2 separate regions of the Mus musculus genome follow, and region 2 is linked to region 1. The links are chromatin contacts, called in public targeted proximity ligation maps. All regions are on one chromosome and are shown on one strand. The core of a region is the stretch at or near the end of the contact, and the rest is flanking DNA. Distances in the headings are between cores, read along the strand shown. Region 1 has its middle 7.1 kb from the start of Batf2. Region 2 overlaps Nrxn2 (neurexin II).

What was found.
Region 2: a contact with region 1 is called in a targeted proximity ligation map of bone marrow-derived macrophages, with 6 times the contacts expected there. A contact is called at or near these places in 6 of 39 promoter capture datasets (cranial neural crest, hippocampal neurons, liver and 2 more), 1 of 130 datasets of targeted methods (bone marrow-derived macrophages) and 1 of 9 other capture datasets (adipose tissue).

The regions. Positions count from the first base shown.
Region 1 is chr19:6,154,619-6,159,999 of GRCm38.p6, forward strand. No RefSeq gene overlaps it. Among named protein-coding and RNA genes, the nearest start is that of Batf2, 7.1 kb to the right of the region's middle.
Region 2 is chr19:6,457,804-6,463,159 of GRCm38.p6, forward strand. All of the region lies in intron 6 of Nrxn2 (neurexin II), which reads left to right. Among named protein-coding and RNA genes, the nearest start is that of Gm52381, 37 kb to the right of the region's middle.

The DNA.
Region 1 (5,381 bases), core at 1,538-4,037:
AACAAAACACAACAAAACAAAACATGCAGCTCTCACGGGTGAGGAGAGGAGTCACAGGCCCAAGATGTCCCAAGGACACAGGGAGGACTGAAATAAGAAGGCACAAGCTACCAGGTGTGTGGTCACAGTGCTGGGCAGGGGCTGGGGCTAAAAGCCTGAACAACAGATACAGCACACAGCTCTCTCTCGCGAGCGCGCGCACACACACACACACACACACACACACACACACACACACACACACACACACGGCGGGGGGACTGGGCTGGAAAAACGAAGCCTTACCCAAAGCAAAAGGTCAAAAGGTCAGGGGTGGGGGTGGACTAAGAGGGTCAACTGTAGCCTTAAAAAGCATGGTTGGGTGTACCTCCTTTTCCAGAGGGGTGCTAGACACTCAACAGTCACTCCCTCGGATACAGCGGAGTGTTTATAATGATTGGGAGAGGAGGGATCTACCAATGTCCAGCGTTGCATGGAGTGCCCAGCTGTCAGTTAGCTGAGAGGTGAGCCTGCTGCAGGTGGACTGGGAACAGGGTCCTCCCGTGTGGTTTCAGCCCACGGACGGGAGCACAAGCACCAGCAGAGCCTTCCGAGTCACTCGGCACCAATGTTATGATCAAAGTGACAGACACCTTTATGTCATACCATGCAACAGATCTCATGTGGGAGGCTTAATGGGGGGGGGTGGTATACAGAGGCTGCCTCTGGGCGATGGTGGAGGAAACAGAGAGTGGGAGAGGAGGGCCTGGCCTTTTATGAGGAGATATGGCACATGTGCACGAGGATGATATGTGACTCACGGTGACAGTAGGATATCTTGGCAGGTATTGAGGACTCATCCTGCTGTCACTGGGTCCCTGGAGCGGGTGGTGGAGATGCCTGATTCCCAATACATTAACTGCTGAGGCATGGCTCCAGCCACGACTGTTTTGTTTTCTAAGACAGTGTTTCATGTTGCCCAGCTGGCCTCAACCTCCTTTGTAGCCAAGGATGAGCTTGGATTATTCTTAAATAGATGTTTCCAGTTGCTTTGGACAGGACCTGCCATGTACTAGATGCTCAAAGAGGCTCTGCTGTGTACCAAGCATAGAGACCGTGGGTTTGTGTGCTCCTGATGAGGACAGGAGAGAGACATGGGACAGGGAGGGTTGGGTGAGTGAGGAAGAAGGCGAGACCTGTCGAGGGCTGGAGACAGCTCACAGCTTACAGTGCAGGCATGTGGACTTGAGTTGGATCCGCACAGCCCACAACAATAAATGAAACAAAACAAAAAACCCAAGCAAACTAAAACCTCATAGGGCCTGGTGACACTTATCCAGAGGCCTACTGGTCATCTAGCTCAGCCTAATGGGCGAAGTCCAGTCTCGGTGAGAGACCTGTACTGAGACCAAGGTAAAGCAACTGGAGAGATGGCTCAGTGGTTAGGAGTGTTTACTGAAGCCACAGAGCACCCGAGTTCAGTTCCCAATACCCATGATGGGTGTATGGATTCTAACCACTTGTATCTCCAACTCTGGGAGATCTGACTCCCTCTCTGGCTTTGACTTGAAGTCGCCTCCTCTTACTGACCGTCAGTTTCCCCAGCTATAAAGCCAGGAGATTTCGTAACTGGTCCTCCCTGGCTTATATAAGTCCTCAAGAGTTGCTTCCCCAGTCCCTGACCAGCAATCAGCTGCCTAAAATGGTTCCCTTCAGCAAGCCTTTGCCTTCCTGTGTGTGGATGACTCTCAAGACCTTGCTGCTCAGTTCTAGCTGATGGCAAGGAATGGAAAGAAATGGGTCCGGATGAAAGTCTTTGCAGGGGCTAGATAGACAATTTCTAGGGTCCTCTGGGGTGACCACCTCTCTACCAGCCTAGCCCAGATGCTTCCGAGTCCATCCCTACCCTCTTGGCACCGTCTGAGGTGCTGGGTTGGCTGACAGCAGCCTCTTGTGTTGGGCCCTGGGAATTGCTGGCCTCCCTGGAAAGGGCAGTCTTCATTCCACTCCAGCCGGGCCTCTGGTTGCTTGCCCCTTGCCCCTTGCCCCTTGCCCCTCGCTGGCTGCTTTCCAAGGACAAGAACAAGGAGACTCACTCTTCCCGAGCACACCAGTGACCACCATCCGTGTGTAGCTTCAGTCATGATCGTAGCTCTGGCACAGAGAGGGGAATTTCATTTCATTTATTTATTTGTTTGTTTGTTTGCTGGCTGGTTGGTTTTTCAAGACAGGATTCCTCTGTGTAGCATTGGCAGTTCTGGAACTCACTCTGTAGAGACCAGGATGGTCTCGAACTCACAAAGCTCTCCCATGTGCTGGGATTAAAGGCATGCACTGCTTCTCCTGGGTAGGATTTTCATTTTATAGACAAGAAAACTGAAGCCCAGAGAAACTAGGCCTTGGCCAAGGTCACAAAGGCAAAAAGGCTTTGGGAGAGAGAATCTAAGAGCTGGGGTCGCAGCCACCACCTCCACAGCTCTGCTGTTTATTATTTAAACTTCCTGCCCTCCTCCAGAGGTTCCAGTGACCTTCCTGGAAATCTATGCGATTTAAGGAAACCACAGCAAAGTGCAGGCAATGTGTCCTGGGCAGCAGAGGGCTCTGCAGAGAGCTCAGCTCTGCTGAGCACCCGGGTGTACCATCTCCCACTTCCTCTCAAGTGGCAGGGCCCACCACCAGGAAAGGACCGATGACAGGGACAGGGGTGACATCATAGAACCACATAGAACTGCTGTTACCTACCCCATGGGAGGCCTTCTCATTAGCCATCCGTGACTAGTGTGCTGAAACTGAAAGTGGCCCTTCCTGGCTTATGGTCCCCAGGAGTTGCTTCCCTATTCCCTGACCAGCAATCTGCCTAGAATCGTTCCGCTCCGCAAGCCTTTGCCTTCCTGTGTGTGGATGACTCAACACCTTGCTTCCCAATTCTGGCTGATGGTAAGGAATGGGAAGAAATGGGTCAGGATAAAAGTCCCTGCAGGGACAGGTGACACATGCTTCAGTACTTGGAAGGAGGATCCAAAATTCAAGAGCTGGGGCTGGAGAGATGGCTTGACAGTTGAGGGCACTGACTGCTGCTCCTTTAGAGTCAATTCCCAGAATCCGTATGGTGGCTCACAAACATCTGTAACTCTAATTCCAGAAGGTCCTCTTCTGGCCTTCTTGGGTACCAGGAATGTAGGGGCGTACAGACATATTTGCAGGCAAAACACAAATGCACAGAAAACAAAAAAATTTTTAAAAGCACTCCAGGCCATCCTTCGCTGCATAGCTAAGATGAGGTCAGTCTGGGCTGTGTGAGACCCAACAACGAACAACAAAGAGTCTGGGTCACCCTGGGGCTGGGAGAAAAAGGATTTCCTGGCGAGTGAAGCTCCCTAGATTCCTCGTGTGTGATTGCTCTAGCCTAGGATCCTGCCAGGACCCACTCACCATTTGCCCTTCTGGCAGCATCCTGATGGCCGTGGGGCTAACCACTTCCTCAGTTCTTGTCCCTGTGATTTAGAGAAGGTGAACCCCAGCTCCTGCCAAAGAGCGAGCCTGGGACCCTGGCTACGCCCATCTCATTGATAGCAAGAATGCACAAGAGACTCAAGTCAGACCAAGGAGAGAAAAGCCTGGGGAGAAATTGTCGTACCTATTGAGAAAGTGAGTGAGGACTCCCCCCTCCCAGTGCCGCTAAGCTGCTGCTGCTTGTGGGCTGCTTGTTAGAGTATAGCCAGGCCCACAAGTGTGTGTGTGTGTGTGTGTGTGTGTGTGTGTGTGCACACGCGCACATGCAACGCAGCTCCCCCCACCCCCTTTTTTTTGAGACAGGGTTTCTCTGTGTATCCCTGGCTGTCATGGAACTCACTCTGTAGACCAGGCTGACCATTCATAGAGATTTGCCTGCCTCTGTTTCCCAAGTGCTGGGACTAAAGGTGTGAGCCACTACTGACTTTTTCATTAAATATATAAATCCTTTCTTTTCTTGCACCCTGGAAAATTGGAGGGAGGGGCATAGGATCCTGTTAGGTAGCACAGGCTGGCTTAAACATGCGACTATCCTCCTTAGGCAAGACAGAAAGAGAAAACTATGGGACATGAAAAAGAAAGGCACACTTTACCCTGGATTCTAGTTGCTTCTTGCCAGCTGAGAAGCAAGAACAACACAAACATTTGCTATATGTGGGGCTGGAGAGATGGCTCAGCAGTTAAGATCAATTATTGTCCTCACAGAGGACAGCTCCATTCCCAGCACCCACATAAGTGACTCACAGCGGCCTGGAACTCCAGGCCATCTGGCTTTTGAGGGCACCTGTGCACACGTGGTGCATATGAAGTTGTGCAGGTACACATACAAATCTCTAAATAAAATGTGGTTCCGTGCATTTATTTATTATTGTATGAATCTGTGTGTGTGTGTGTGTGTGTGTGCATGCGCACGCGCCTGTACCCACATGCGGGGACACATTCCATGGCACATTCTGCACATGTGGAAGACACAGAACAACGTTGTAGAATTGGTCCTCTCCTACCATGTGGGTCCTGGGAATATAGCTTTCGATCCTAGGCTTGGCAGCGAGTATCTTTACTCTCTGAACCATCTCACTGACTGTAAGTTTAATAAACCTCAACCCTGCTTCATACTGGCTCATTCTAAAATTGTTTTCTGTTTTGAAACTGATGACCTGGTTTTACCTGCGCAGAAGTCTCTAAAAAATTAAAAGAACCTATCAGGCTTCTGAGGCAGTAGCATGGAGCTGTGTCTCTGTCCCTGTTCCCACTGATGCTCCTGCCTCAGCACCCTGACTTCTGGGATTACAGGTGTGAGTCACCACGCACGGCTCTTGATGATGGTGACGGCTACGAAGAAAAGTCCAGGTCTGGAATGATATGAACAACAACAACAAAACTAGATTCCTATGGAATCCCTTTGTTGAAAGTCCAGTGTTTCCTTTTGTGGGCATGCGAGGTGACCTGCAAAAATGGCCTGCCATACTTTTGACCAGAAGACCCACAAAATTGTGCAAATCAAGGGGATAAAGATCCTTCTCCAGAATCTAGCCAGATAAATGTAGTTCACACGCCTCACCAAGATAACTCTTTGCAACAGATGGAGACTATGAGACTGTGCCAACTGGCTACTCAATACCAAGTGGTCAACCCTGCAAGAAGATACAAGCAAGTAACACTGCACAGAACCAGCAGGTTAGATGTATATGTGCATATATGTATATATGTAACAACTATGTATATGTGCATATATGTATATATGTAACAACTATGGAAAAAAGTATATGTGCATATATGTATATATGTAACAACTATGGGAAAAAAGGCTGCAAATTTGAAAGCAAGTGGAATATGTGAGAGGGTTTGGAAGGGAAGAGGGAAATGATGTAATTATAACCTTAAAAAGA
Region 2 (5,356 bases), core at 673-3,172, 300 kb after region 1:
ATTCTTTTCTCCTGGATTGTTCTATAGGATGGCTCAGAGTATGGGCAGATCATGTGGACCCAAAGGCAGGGAGGTTGGGCCACAGAGGACGTCTGCTTAAGGATCTCGATGAAGAGCCCTCTTTCTCCAAAGGGCTTCTGAGGAATTTCTTTCACTCCAGAACCCATGGGCAAGAGATGCCGGAAGCACATTTGGGGAATTCTCTGCTTAGCCCTAAGGCCCTGCTCGGGAGCTGCTGCCCTCGCCCAGGGCCTCGTCAATGCCAAGCCCTTTATCTGTGTTTTCTGAGACTTTCAAGAGAAACATCTCCATTCCTGTTGCTCCAGCAGTATCTCGTCATCACCCCTTCACACTGTGCCAATGTCTGGAACTCTTGGATTGTCTTAACTCAAGGAGTGCTACTGGCGTTTAGTAGGCAGAGGCCAGGAGTGAGTAATCACTCTAGTCTGTAATACTGCCCCACAACAGAAACCATCTGACCTCACACATCAGAGGTGCCTCTAGGAAGGCACTCTACATATTCACCCAACGGTGTAGACAGCCCAGATGACATCCCAGGATTTGAAGAATCCTGCTCTATTCACACCGGTGATAGAGGGTGAGGTGGCTTTCAACAATGCTCAGCCTCCCCAGAGTTCTGTCAGTAGGGAGTAGTTCAGGGATTTGATGTAAGAAATGACATCAGGATGGGGGTGTGTGGTTCAGTGACAGATACTGATCTCACATGCACAAGGTCCTGATTCCATCCTTAATACAGTGTGGGGGCGCAAAGGAAGCAGAAATGACATGAAGATGGCCAGAATCCAGAGTGCTACAGGTTCCTTATTTTCCTTGTGTGACTCGAGTGGCTGGGGAGGTGGCTTTCTGGAGTGACCTGCTTCCAAATCAGCCCCCGTTAATTATGGGAGTGGGCCGAAGGCTCGCTCCAAAAGCTCCTGGTTGAGATGATCATCCCTGGAACACAGCAACTGGGACCAGAGGAGTCTTTAGTGACACAACATGTTCTTGAGGCTATTTTGATAGGTAGTCCTCTTGGGGGACAACTGATTACCCCTGAGGGTTTCTTGAAGCCTAGTTTTTAATCCTAGACTCACTCAATTTTCATACCGCCATATACTTCCAACCACCACATAAGAATACGCAAATCCATTTATCTTTAGCCAACACCAAATTGAAAGACAAACTGGCTACCAAAACATCACCTGGTGTTTCTCTTGCTCAGCTCAGATGGTGCCTTTTCTCAGTACAGACACTTTCAGATTTTCTTCTGGGTCTCGAGAGTGGAGTTCATCAAGGATCAGTCCCCATGGGACAGAGTCTATAATAATAGGATGACCCTGGGTAGACTCCTGAAGGATGGCGTCTCCAAGGCTGCAGTCATCCAAGATGGAGTCCTCAGATAGAATACCTGTAAGGATGGAGTTCTCAAAGAGGAAGTCTTCAAGGATGGAGCCCTGAAAAATGGAATCTTCCAGTTCTCAAGGATGGAGTCTTCAAAGATGGAGACCTCAAGAATGGGATCTCCCAAAATAGAGTCCTCAAGGATGGAAATTCTAGGATGCACTAATGATGCAGACTCCAAGGATGCAGTCCTGAAGGATGGGGTCCTCTGGGATGCAGTGCTCCATGGGTGGAATCTCCAGGATTAAGTCCCCTATGTACTGAGTGAAGCACCCACTCAATGATAGAGTCCCCAACACATTTGGAGTTCCTATTCTCTTGCCTCCTGTCCCTCATAGCACACAGCCTGTCTTAGATCCCGGATTTGTAACTTTCCAGACCTGTCTACACTGCCTTTCCTTGTTCTTCCTGTGGGGAGCTTTCCACAGCTCTCCCAAACAGGCCACCCATTCACTCTCTGTTGGCCAAGTCTAAGATTTGAGTCAGAGAGTTGTTAGGCGAGTTATGCAACCCCCGAGCTTCAGTTCCCCATAGACCAAGTGGGAAGGAACGGCTGATGACTAACTGAGTGGTAGTGGATTTATAGACACTCATTGCCTGGCACGATGTGGGTGCTGAAGGGCTCCTGCTGCCATGATCATTAGCTTGCTTCTTCTTCTTCTGAGTTCTTCAACTGAAATGGCTCAAGCTCCCCGTGGTCCATCCCAAAGCCAGCTCTCGTCTTTCCTGTGTCGAGTCCATGAAAACTTGTATTGGGTCCTCTCACATCTTACCTGTGTGCTAATATTTGTGACTATTTATCTCTACATCCAGGTTGTAAGCAAATTGAAGGTTTAATACCAGCAACTATTGAGCCTATTAGTTGTTCTTCTAAGTCTCTCTCCCCCTGGTTCATCTGGTTTCCTTCAGGAAGCATTTCCCTCTTTAAGGACGGTATGAGGATAGAGTCTGAGGCCTTGCACAGGCTAGACAGGTGCTCTATCACAGTGTTAAATACCCAGCCTATCCATTTGGTCTCCTCTTTAAACCCAATTGAACAGATTTTGGAAGTGAGGACTCATGACCGACATAGGCAGGTCAACTACTTCATGTGAGTGCTGTCACTGGGTATTGTGGTACACCCCTGCAATTCTCAAAGTCTGGAGGCTGAGGCAGAAGGATTGCCATAAGTTGGAGGCCAGCCTGGGCTCTGTATGGAGACTCTGTTTCAAACAAAAACAATGCCTGAATACCTCCTGTCTTCCTGAAAGAGCTCAGATCTGCCTCATGTAGCTTAGCTTGTGCTGCCTCTGTTCAGTGCTATCCTGTCAGGGTGTCTCTCAAACTGCGCTGGAATGTAGCTTCATGTTCAAAAGTCTCATTTATCACCTAGTTCGTGGTGTGTATGTGTGTGTGTGTGTGTGTGTGTGAGAGAGAGAGAGACAGAGAGACAGAGAGACAGAGAGACAGAGACAGAGGGTCTTATGTAGCTTTGGCTGACCTTGAACTTGTTATGTAACTCAGGCTGGCCTCAAACTCAAAGAGATCCATCTGCTTCAGTCTCCTAAATGCTGGGATCAATGACCTGCACCCCCACACTTGGCTTTACCGAATTTTTATAAAATTCTGAGAATGGGAGCCATGATCTCCAGTTTTCTGATGAGAAAAATAAGACCCAGAAGACAAGCCTGTCTGGGTGGGAGTTAGGAGGCCTTGGAACTTGAAATCTGAATTAAAGCCACTTCATTTCTTTGCTTCTGCAGGTGTTTGGGACTTGTTATCCATGCAGAATGCACGGAGGCTGTAGTCTGGGCTTCTGATAGTCCTGGACAGTCTCAAGTCTCACGACCATGTGAACGTTCTGAGCCTCTTGACTCAAGGAGCGAGCCCTTTCCTTCATCCCATGCTGAGCTTGTGCAGGCTCACAGGCTGTCCTCAGCGCAGACTTTTGCACGGAGTCTGCAGCCCTCCTCTTGGCATCTTTAGGGGGCTGGAATGCACTCAGAGGTCAAGGTAGAGATAGGATGTAGTTTTCTCCAAAGCTGTTTAGCCACAGCAAGTCCTCTTGCTTTAACGACTCACTCCCCTCTGGCTGGGACGCCCTCCTCATTCCTGGCATCTCCATGCCTGTGCTTCTGGGCTCTAGAAGTGGATGAAGCATTAGGGTTTACTTGATGGATTGAAACACTAGTTCTCTAATCTGGGCCTTTCTGTGTGGGCCACCGTACCTCAGGAAGAGCCTCTAATGAAAGCTCCAATTCTAGTCTTTAACTGTGGGTACCCACTGCCATCAGGGTCTGCATTTTCCACTCCTAGGTGGAGAGGGCTCTGTTCTCATCTGTCCCAACCTTGCACTTTCTTGGGAGAGTCTGGATCTCTTGACAAATTAGTAGGAGGCCTGGGATTTGAACTCGCATCTTCCCTTTCTCTGTCCCGGCTTTAACCTACTGTTCTGTCCAGCAACTCTGGAACTTTCTGTATGCATGCTGCTCTCTACTCCTATGTTATTTTCTATAACAAGTCAGAACAGCTCTTGGATTTTTACGTGTAGTGTCCTTACCCCAACCTTGTTCAGCTGCTGTGATGGCATCAGACAACGCAACTCTTTGGGTACCATCAGTTTGGCTGTCCTCTCTTTGGAGTTCCATCAGTTTGGGGTACCATCGGTTTGGGATACCATCAGTTTGGCTGCCCTGAGGTTGATTGTTGATTTCTCTGACTAGCTGACCTCTTCATTTCATGACAGTCCTGCTGGCTGTCAGTACAAATCCTCACGTCACGTGACAGGCTACCACCTTGCTCCAATCGTTGTACATGGGGCTAGACTCTTCTCTTGCTATGTAAATTGCTTCCCCATACCTAATAATTAATATTGGCTACTCAGCACTTCTAGCATCTAAGTATTGAATTCTGTTATTTTTAATTATATGAGTCCCTTGTTAATCGTCTTAATCAATTACTCCTGTGGCCACTGGTTACAAGAACTCTTTAGCTAACAGTTCCCTAGAATACCACTCCCCTAATCACAGTCTCAAGTCTGCTGCTTAGTATTTAATGGGCACCAGGCCACTCCATCTCTGGAGATGGGATTCTGAAGGTGGATATTGTCTTTGGCAGTGGGGAGGAGAATGGAGGAGAAATACCTAGAGGTGTGCTCTTAGAGATGGCGTAGAAGAAATGTGGCTTATAGTTCAGAGAAGATAGGGGGACACTGAGGTCCCAGGGCTTCTCTGTGCCTTTTTTTCTGTGGGTTGATGAGGAGTGGATTTCTGGCTCTAGTTGTGAGAAGTGGAGGTTCAGGGGTCTATGGGTGTCCATGGAAGGAGCCTGGTTCCTGGGAGACCATTGCCTGTTCCAGGGTCTTACAGGAGACTCAGCTACTCACTGGCAAATAAGAGAGCAGGGAGGGTGGCTGAAGAACCCAGGGGAATTTGGGACGGGGTTAATAGGGCCTCTGGACAAGCCAAAGCAGGTAGACAGGGGGAGTCGGCTAGGGGAGGGGCAGGGAGGAGTGGGGGGGGGGAGGGTTTGGGATGGTGTGATCATGAGCCCTCTGCAGCCTGTGGAGGCTAGCTTCCCCCTCCAACCTCACTGTGATGGTGACCCATTCTTCAGTTCTCAAGGAAAAAAAAAACAATGGAAGGGGGAGCCCCTCTCCCCCAATGATCCCTGGGTCAGTTTGCCCATTCTCCGTCCCCAGGAAAAGCAGATACCCACGTCCCCTTCCATGCTGTCTTTGGACTCCAAATGAAATCGCCTCCTCTCCTTGCCAGTCCTGCGATTAGGGGCATTGCCCACTCTTCTCTTAACCTGCCAGCCAGCTGGCCTGTCACCAACCGGTTAACCCATTAACCCCACATGTCCACTGGTCAGCCAGTTGGCCAGCACCATTTCATTCCTCAGCCAGTTCTCTGGAAAGCCATCTGGGTGACCAGTCAGCCAACAAAGCCATCCATCCACTCCCAGTCAGAGGCCC